Linked DNA regions of Oryzias latipes: region 1 is linked to region 2. A link is a contact called in public Hi-C data. All regions are on one chromosome and are shown on one strand. The core of a region is the stretch at or near the end of the contact, and the rest is flanking DNA. Distances in the headings are between cores, read along the strand shown. Region 1 holds the start of LOC101166920. Region 2 holds the start of mest (mesoderm-specific transcript homolog protein).

What was found. Hi-C and Micro-C count contacts between places; a contact is called where the count stands out from the background.
Region 1: a contact with region 2 is called in a Hi-C map of embryo, with 2.7 times the contacts expected there. The contact joins the promoter of LOC101166920 here to the promoter of mest in region 2. A contact is called at or near these places in 3 of 5 Hi-C or Micro-C datasets (embryo and fibroblasts).

What each region holds. Positions count from the first base shown.
Region 1 is chr23:15,645,674-15,650,103 of ASM223467v1, forward strand. LOC101166920 reads right to left here and starts at 1,618. Exons shown (of 3, transcript XR_002293061.2): 1 at 1,045-1,618; 2 at 787-899; 3 at 262-660. It overlaps LOC111946971, which reads right to left. Exons shown (of 1, transcript XM_023952676.1): 1 at 4,209-4,430. The coding sequence ends at 4,315.
Region 2 is chr23:15,475,451-15,479,798 of ASM223467v1, forward strand. It overlaps mest (mesoderm-specific transcript homolog protein), which reads right to left and starts at 1,523. Exons shown (of 12, transcript XM_004083043.4): 1 at 1,331-1,523; 2 at 936-1,125; 3 at 787-866; 4 at 618-695; 5 at 417-553; 6 at 280-338. The coding sequence starts at 1,089. It overlaps atp2b1 (plasma membrane calcium-transporting ATPase 1), which reads right to left. Exons shown (of 20, transcript XM_020714114.2): 20 at 2,469-4,348.

The sequences.
Region 1 (4,430 bases), core at 368-2,867, 170 kb after region 2:
AAAGCCATAGTGCAATACTGCCTTATGTTAAATGAAATTTAAAACAAATTTTTTATGAAAAAAATAGTATGCAACATACAGTGCAGAACAATGTCTGCACATTCAGTGATTACTCAATAGAAAGTGAATAAAAATTCTAATACGAGTTAAGGAAAAGTTCAAAAATAACTGCAATCTGATTCAGTATGATTTAAACTGGACTGAATAAATGTCGCCCTATGTATCATTGTGTGTATGAAAGACTCATTGAACAGTTTCAAATACAAGTTTAAAAGCTTTTATTGTACAGATTATTTTTATTTACATTTAATTAAATATGTCGATGTCACAACCTCCAGTCCAGCTTTAGGAAAGTAGGCGACGTCACAAAGAGTCAGGCAACGTTGCTCTGTAATCCCTCTCTCAGCCGGCAGGGGCGACCTGGAAAACGCTCAGACAACAGTAACTGCGGAAAGAACCTTTACCTGCGGCAGTGGTTCACATCATCACCGAATTCCATCAGTGATTATGCAGCAACCCCAAAATACCTGCCTCGGTTTACCTTGAGCCCATAACCCTCGGGCGGGACCCACAACTCGAGTGGCGTGCCGCTGATTCCTGTGAGTGACGCCACGCAGCGACAGAGCGCCCCCTAGTGGATGGGAAGCGTCCAAAGCGCCGCTGTGAGACAAAGAGCCCAACCATGAATCACACATTTCAGGCTTAAAGTGCATGACCTGGGCTACAAAACATGTCACAACACACATGACACACTTTGTCAGTACTTTCATAGTTATTTCTCCACACCTTTAGCACATGTCCTCGTGACGTAACTACTGTAGAGACGAGCGCTGTTTCACTAGGCCACGTAGACCAGATTCCAGTTTCTAGACGAGGTCGAAAGCTTCCTCGAAGTTCCTCTGTTGAAACGCAAGACAGTCATCGAAATCCGAGTCTGACTCCATGCTGTGAGGAGACAAGCAGTCGCTGTACTTGAGAGCGTTGGTTTTGTGTAAAACAGGCGGAACAACGTCCATTGGACGGTCCAACTGCATGTCTTCGTACACGTTGCTCATCAGATACTGCGTGGTGTTAGCGGGGGCCATGGCGCCGCTGGGAAGATAGCCGGATAGTCTCGTACACTTGCCCGTCTTGTTTTTGAGCAGGAAAAATCCGGCGAGTTCAGCAAGCTGGGCCCGCTTCAAGTCTCTGCGTCGCTGTCTCCGAATGGCCGCCTTACTTGGGAGGCGCTGGGGCTTGAAGGCCTCGTTGTCCTTCGTGTATAAACTGAAAAGTTTACACTCGTGTTTAGTAGATTGAAGAAAGTCGGTCTTGATAGTTGTTGATGTTTCCATGTTTTTTCTGCACATGCCCACCAGTTTTCGTCGGAAATCTGACGAGAAAAGTATCCCGAGATGACTCGACAAACTTCGTTGTTCGGTAAAAAAAATATTGATCAGAAGCAAAAAAACAGAATCTTCCACTTTTGTAAAAAAGGAAACAACTACTACTACCTTTTAAAAAAAAAACAATAAATCGACTAAAAGTCTCCAAAAACAAAGAAGTACGCCGTAAAAGCACGACGACCTGCCTTCGACTATCGCCACAGAAAATATGTCGTTCAACGTACCACTCACGTCTTTGAACCACCCAAAAAATACCCACAATTCTTTGTTTCAAGGTGGAATCATTGTGAGTGTAATACTGTTCTTACTGCCCCCTAGCGTTGTGGAGTGAGAATAAAAAAGAGCCAAACTGAGAGTAAAATAACAAAAGGCCGGGATGATAATTTCACCCCCAAATACTTTATTTAAAATGTCAGCTACAATATAAAATATCAAATTGCGCTGTACATTAATAGAAACATATAAACAGGGGAAAAAAAAACAATAAAAGAGTAAGTGGGGTAGGATTGATTAAATAAAAGTACAGAGTATAAATGTATACAATATTTGAAAAAACATTACAAATATAAAATGTTCAACAATTTTATGTTAGGAAGAAATTTCAGAACATTTGAAAGATTTTTGGTTTTCTTAAAAGATAAATAATTCAAAATATTCTCTGACATAAACCAAGAAACAGAAAAAAAGAAAATAATTTTTTTAGTATAAAATACACTTGTGAATATAAAGAAGTTGCAAGGAGTAGGAGTAAGTTTATTCAAAAAATTCAAATGGCATATTCTTACGTTGATGGAAGCCAAACAATACTCAGGCACAGAAAAGGAGATTTCACAAACAAAAGGAATTTAAAAAATATCTGCCCAAAAGATTGAGAAAGGGGGCAAGGCCAGATAAATAACAAAATAAATAAATACAACTAAAAGAGTATCCGTTTCAGGTGAAAGTTTACAAAAAGGTACACATTCTGTCCATTGGGTTTAAATGATCCTAAATAAGTCTGTGCAGGGTAAAATCCAAGGCCAGCATGATGGGAAAACACAAGACAAAATAAAACTCGATCTGATCAGAACCGGATTACAAAAACTATGTAAAACTATAAAATTAATGAACTCAGTAGGGATTGGATTATATAAAGTCTCTTCTTCCCGCTCATTTTTAAGCAATAAATCATGCTCTACATGACATTAGTAAATGATCACCATATTTAATTAAGAAAATGTGACTTAAGTGTGTCTTTGTTTGTGTTTTTTCATCGACGCATTTCATCATTTCTGAATTGAGTTTGATAAATGTGTGTGTTTTTCTTGTATTGTCTACAATTAACGCTTGAAATAAACAAATCAAATAAAAAAAAAAAAAAAAAAAAAAAAAAAAACACGGACACAGATTAATTTAAGTACTTTGCCTCTTTGCCACTAGATGGCGCACTCTTACACTCGTTCTGCCCTCATGACCTTCCACAGAAGCATAGATTGTTTCTGAAGAGGGCAGCGTTCAGATGATAGGGCTCTTCTTATGTTACCAGTACAGATTCTCTCTTGTTGGTGTCTCTTTCACAGAAGGACCCTCATGGTTTCTGAGTGTCTCTGAACATCCCTCTTTCAGCATGTTGGCCTGCATGTTGTCTTTGAAGAGATAATAGCACCACTTTCAATCACTGTTTTTCCTTTAAACACTTTAACTTTAGGTTAAAGTGACAAAACAATGACAAAATACTTATCATAAATGAGTCTGCATGTATCCCTCATTTGTGATACTTACTGTAACCCTTGTGCTATCCTAGGCATAGATAGGCAGTGCGCTGAACCCTTTTTCTTCAATGATTTGTGATCTTCACAGGTGTCCGTGGATTACATGAAATCTTACCACCTTTATCCACCTTTGTCATGGTAGGGAGAACACGTCAATGTAAAGGTGGGGTCATCTAAGATAGCACAAAGGATAAATGAGGAATACATGCATCAAAAATGTAGATGTAGTTTTAGTTCTGAAAAGTTTCAGATTGTAAAAGGCAAATTGCAAAAGTTGCAAGAATAACAGTTTAAGAGGTATCTTTTCAGATTCAAGATTTCCAACAGAATTATAGCTTTATATATATGTCTTATTAGAATATTAGAAACTATAACTTTTACTTGACTTTAAAGCATTTACTGTAGCAGAAGCTTAAATAAAAACACTTAATATATATATATATATATATATATATATATATATATATATATATATATATATATATATATATATATATATATATATATATAAATATTTTTTTTTTGCAGAATGTGATGTTTTCTCAAATGGCTGCCAGTCCATCATAGGGAAACAAAGAATTAAACATCTAGACTCATAGTGAAAAAGTCTCTTTTTAACTTTAGTGATACTAAATACCTCTTACCAGAGTGTGGTAAAAGTCTGACTCCCACACATCCGTTCCTGCTGAAACAGAAACTTAAAGGACTGCCTGGGTGTTTTTCACATAGAACTGAATTAAAAAAATCCTCCCTAAAATATCACGTTAACATTATCAGAGCTGTAAATATTTCACTTACCTTTTCCTGAGAATTGGGAAACAAGAAAAAAACATTTTTAGGTCAATGAGGGAGTCAGTTTTAGGAACATGCAGTACAAAAAAAATGACTTATTTTTAAAGGTCTATTTGACAGCTTGATTGTTTAGAAAACTACAGTTGAAGAAGTTCTGCTCAGGTTTTTGTGGAACGCATGTATATATTTTTACATGGATAACTTTTATATTAATGAATTGATGATAATGACATCGAAGGCCCAAAAATACACTCTTAACTTTCTTGTACATGAAACATCTCATGGATGCACTGGGACGCATCCTCAGTGATGTATCCTGAGGTCATCGGGTGTTTCGGGTCTCACAACATCATACACCCTCACCCAGGCGACCCAGCCGGGGTTGATCAGACCCCGACTTGCGTCCCAGCAGCAGACCACGGATCAGCCCTCTTCATCCACAGCCACCTCGTGGCCTTCTCTGCGGCTTCGCACACAGATTGAATGGCCCTCTTTTTGGCCG
Region 2 (4,348 bases), core at 273-2,772:
AGCTACAGGGAGTTTTTTGTATGCGTTATGGAGTCATACATAAACAATTAAAAAAAGCATTTCCGTAACACTCTGAAATGCTTTTTTAAGCTTAATTTTCTTAATACATGTTCTCCATCATGTGAAAAATGCTACAATTGACACTGATTTCCAGCAGAGTGACCTTCAAAAGGTTTTAGATAAGTTTGCCTCAAATCTTTCCATTGAATAACAGGTTCGACATTCGGTTGTTTCCAATAACACAACAGAAGGAAAGTCAACTTTTAAACTGAACAGTACCTCCGTTAGAAAGACAAAGACTGTTTAAGGTCAGGTGGCCGGTGCGATTGTGGTCACTCCTGCAGAGACCAACACCAACTGAGAGACTGGCGTTTGCTTGACGATGAAGTGCTGATCTGATGTAATTAGACGGTTACCTGTACAGCAGCTCCAGAGCGACAGTATCCCCGTAGTCATGGGAAACCAGATTCACACGCTGATTGCCGAGGCCCAAATGGGCCACCAGGGCCTCCACTAAACTGGCCTGCTCAAAGATGGAGTACCTGTGGGGTCTCTGTGACATCACAAGAATGCATGAGTGATGGAGCTCCAACCAGAGAAGCAGATAGGCTGCTCACCGGCTTGTCGCTGAAGCCAAAACCTAGGAAATCCAGGGCAATGACTCTGTGGAAGCGCTGAGCGAGGGGATCCCAAATCTGACGGAACAGAAGCAGATCAGCTTCAGAGCTCAGAATAAAGGGAGTCATTATTTCTAGGCACATGCTGCTGCGCATGCGCGGTGAGCACCTTGTTCCAATCATAGCTGGACGTGGGAAATCCATGGAGAAGAATCACAACATCTGAGCTTCCCAGAGCACCATAGGATTCTAGGAGGGACACGGTGAAGCAGACACGTCTGGGATGACAGACAAGCGTGTTTACCAGCGCCGGGTTACCTCTGTAGAAGATTCTGCTGCCTCGGAAGTGGAAGACCTGCCCGGCGTTGTGCCACTTCTGCAAGGCAGGTGAGAGCTGAGGGGGCGGGATGTGCAGGTAGACGGCCACCAGCGGGACGCAGATCAAACCCACATGGATCCACCATTCTCTCATCGTGACCTCAGCGGTGGGGGGGTCTCATTCCCGCCTCTGACAGGTGGAAACACAGGTAAACGGAGAACTAACAGAGCTAAATCTTTAGTTTAATCAGTGCCACATGACTCCTAGTCTGAAGGTTTTCTGAAGCCTCGATACCGGTAAAGAACCACAACAAAAAACACAGAGCTGAAAAGTTAGCAGGAAACCACCACAACCAGTTTCCGGCCCCTAGAGACAGAGAAACCGCTGCACTTACTGAAATGACTCGCTGTGTCCTCAGCGGACCTTTACTCACTGCAGCGGCAAAGGAAATTCCTAAGAGGCTGAAAGGAACAAGGCTTTTCCGTCGAAGAGAAGTAAAATTATGAGGTCTAACTCTGTCGTTGTCTTCGAGTACGGTTTTCCAAGCAAATTTCCTTTAGCGTCGGAACGAGTCAATCAGGAAGAAGTGACATATCCTGTTAATAGATGATCTTTGAAGTGGCGAGAGAAGCACGAAGGAGACGTTTACTGCCACCTGCTGGTTTGGATGTGTTATAGCAGTTAGCCATAAGCTCATTGCTGAACAAAACGTTTTCAGTCAAAATTTTTCAAAATTACTGTCATTTAATATTCGACCTTCATGTATGGAAACGTAAAAACAATAAAAAAAATCTAACATTGTATTTTTTTTTCAAATTTCTGTATAAAAGAATTATAAAAAAATAAAATGATCATTTATTAACATTTATTTAAAATATGACTGTTTGGAGGTCGTCACTGCATAAAACGTTGACCGTTTCTGTCAATGATCTGTAAACGGGTATTTTGGTCCAGTCCTCAAACAAAAACAAAATTGTTTGGATGTAAATGATCAAATTCATAGGTATTGTTTTGGGTCATTCTCCTGTTGGAAGAGCCATGACTTACCTTCCCGACGCTCCAGAAGGCATTGATGGTCAATATATTTTATTATGTTCTGCAAAATTCCAGTAGATTCCTGTGTCAGATGGGCATCTTATTTGCTTTCAGTGCCTTTTTGCTCTTTGGTTTTCTCCCAAAAAGTCCATTGTGACCTAAACAATGGCAAGCGTTGTGATCTGACATCAATACCTTGACCTTGGAGTTCACCTTTGATGTCTTTGGAGGTTAAGGCTTTTTGGTAGATGGATAATACTTTATTCATCCACGTTAGGAGAAATATTTTGCCATGTACACATCACACAGAAATCCACGCAATAAAACAGAAGAGTAATGCATAAAATACTTAAAATGCTTAGTTACCATTCATGTTATTCATCTCTTCAACTGTTTCTCCTGCAGCCACATCCAGGGAGTCGCAGTCGTCATAATTATCATAAACTTGTGAATAAAAGTTAAGCCGTAGTGTTAGTGGAAGAAAACATGGCCCTGCATTTAGGCTAAATACATATTTTATTTTTAAAAACCATACACATTACTCGACAAGTTTCAAATGTAAATCCAATCACGATATCCATTTAAAATGCTAGAGATAAACAGACATGGATTAATTTTATTTCCAAATGTTAAAAGATAAAAAAATAATCCATAAAACAGATGGAAAAACATTCATTCCCATTACAGGAAGAAGCTACAGAACAAACTCCTCATATGGAAACCTGTCATTGATTCAATTGTCTCACTCTGTAGGCTGTTTTGTCACCTGTAAAACAAGGAAAACAAACTGAAAAAGTTATGACTGAGCATTTTCACTGCTTCCTCTGAACGTGGCCCTTCGGGTGAGGCTGCAGGGGGGTTTACAGCCAGCAGCCTCAGGTCGTGGCGGGCCAGCACCTTCTTAAATTTCAGTGTCAATATGCAGACTAAAAGAGGCCTGTTGTTTCGCATCATTTGCACCCTGAGATAAATATTCCAGAACAAAACACATTTTAGTGGCCAAAACCCTCCCTCATATCCTAAATAGTTCAAACTGCTTATGTACGTCGTCAAAAAAGTACAAAGTTATAATTTTAAGATTTGTATCAAAATTCTTTTTTTTTCTCCCAGGAGACATTACGAAATAAAGTACCCTGTGCAGATAGATACCAGTGTATGCCTAGTCTTTATTTGTGAAAAATGCAAGTGTCCAATCCTTTAGTGTTTTCCAGTACATCAGATTTCAAAAGTATATCACAAACCAAATGCAGAGACATTTATTGTGAAAGGGCTCTTGTGGACAGGCTTTAAAAAATAAAAGTCCCTCTCTTCTGGGTTTTTGGATGTTCAAAAACGGCAACAAACCAGAACTTTAAAGTGTGTCAAACTTTTTGTTAAAGCCACAAATCAAAGGTGAAAATATAAAAACACTTCAGTTGTATTTTCCCAAAAACAATGTTTTGCTACCTAAATACAAAGTCAGAAATAAGGAGGTTGGGTTGTTTTTTTTTTTTTGTAGATTTCTTTAAATAAATTAGGTTTAATGGTTAGTTAAAACAAACAAAAAAAGACTAGATCCATATTTACCAAGCATCTGAAGGAGAGTTGACTTCTAACCCAACCAAAATGTTGTAAATAAAGCGGTTTGGTCCTGTTTTCACCTGTAGAATCAAGCGCCATTCATCTGCGAGGAGCTTTTGGAAGGTGAATACAGGAATTGCAAGAATCTAAATCACTGTTGTTGCCAAGGCACATTCATGTTTAGTCTTTATGAACATCTTGCGGGGAAATCAATCAGCAGAAGTGGCTCAAAAGCTGGTTTAAACAAGCTGGTTTAAACAAAAAATAAATAAACAAAAAAAAGGATTTGCATCCTTCAAATCAGATCACAGAAGGTCCATACTTGTAAGCTCTGCAAATCTTAAATAACCTTTCACTGATAAAAGCAGAATTCACAAGAACCTCACGTCTGCGTTTTGCTTCCCCACAAGCTTTCAAGCTCAAGATGCTTGTTAAATACAGGCCAGATATTTCCCAAACTCCCTTTTAAATCACCTTTTTAACATGTGGAAATTGTTGGACACGACATAAATAATAGAGAATCCAGAACTCCAGAAGGTTTCTCTGAAGATGAAAATATCAAAGGAAGAAGTAACTATTTATAGCAATGTTGGTGAACAGAGGCCTTTGGTGGCTTTCCTGTCCCGTCTCCTGTGAAAACACCTCGTCCCGTGGACCTCTCTTCTATACTAGCCTTAGTGTTTCTGTTTGGCTAGAAGGTTCTATATTTTATCTACAAATATTTAACAAATAAAACTTGCAGGCAAAAATAGTTAAGTTTCAATAGAAACACCCTTTTTTCCTGAAAATACAGCAGTATCTGAAAGAATCCTCTCAT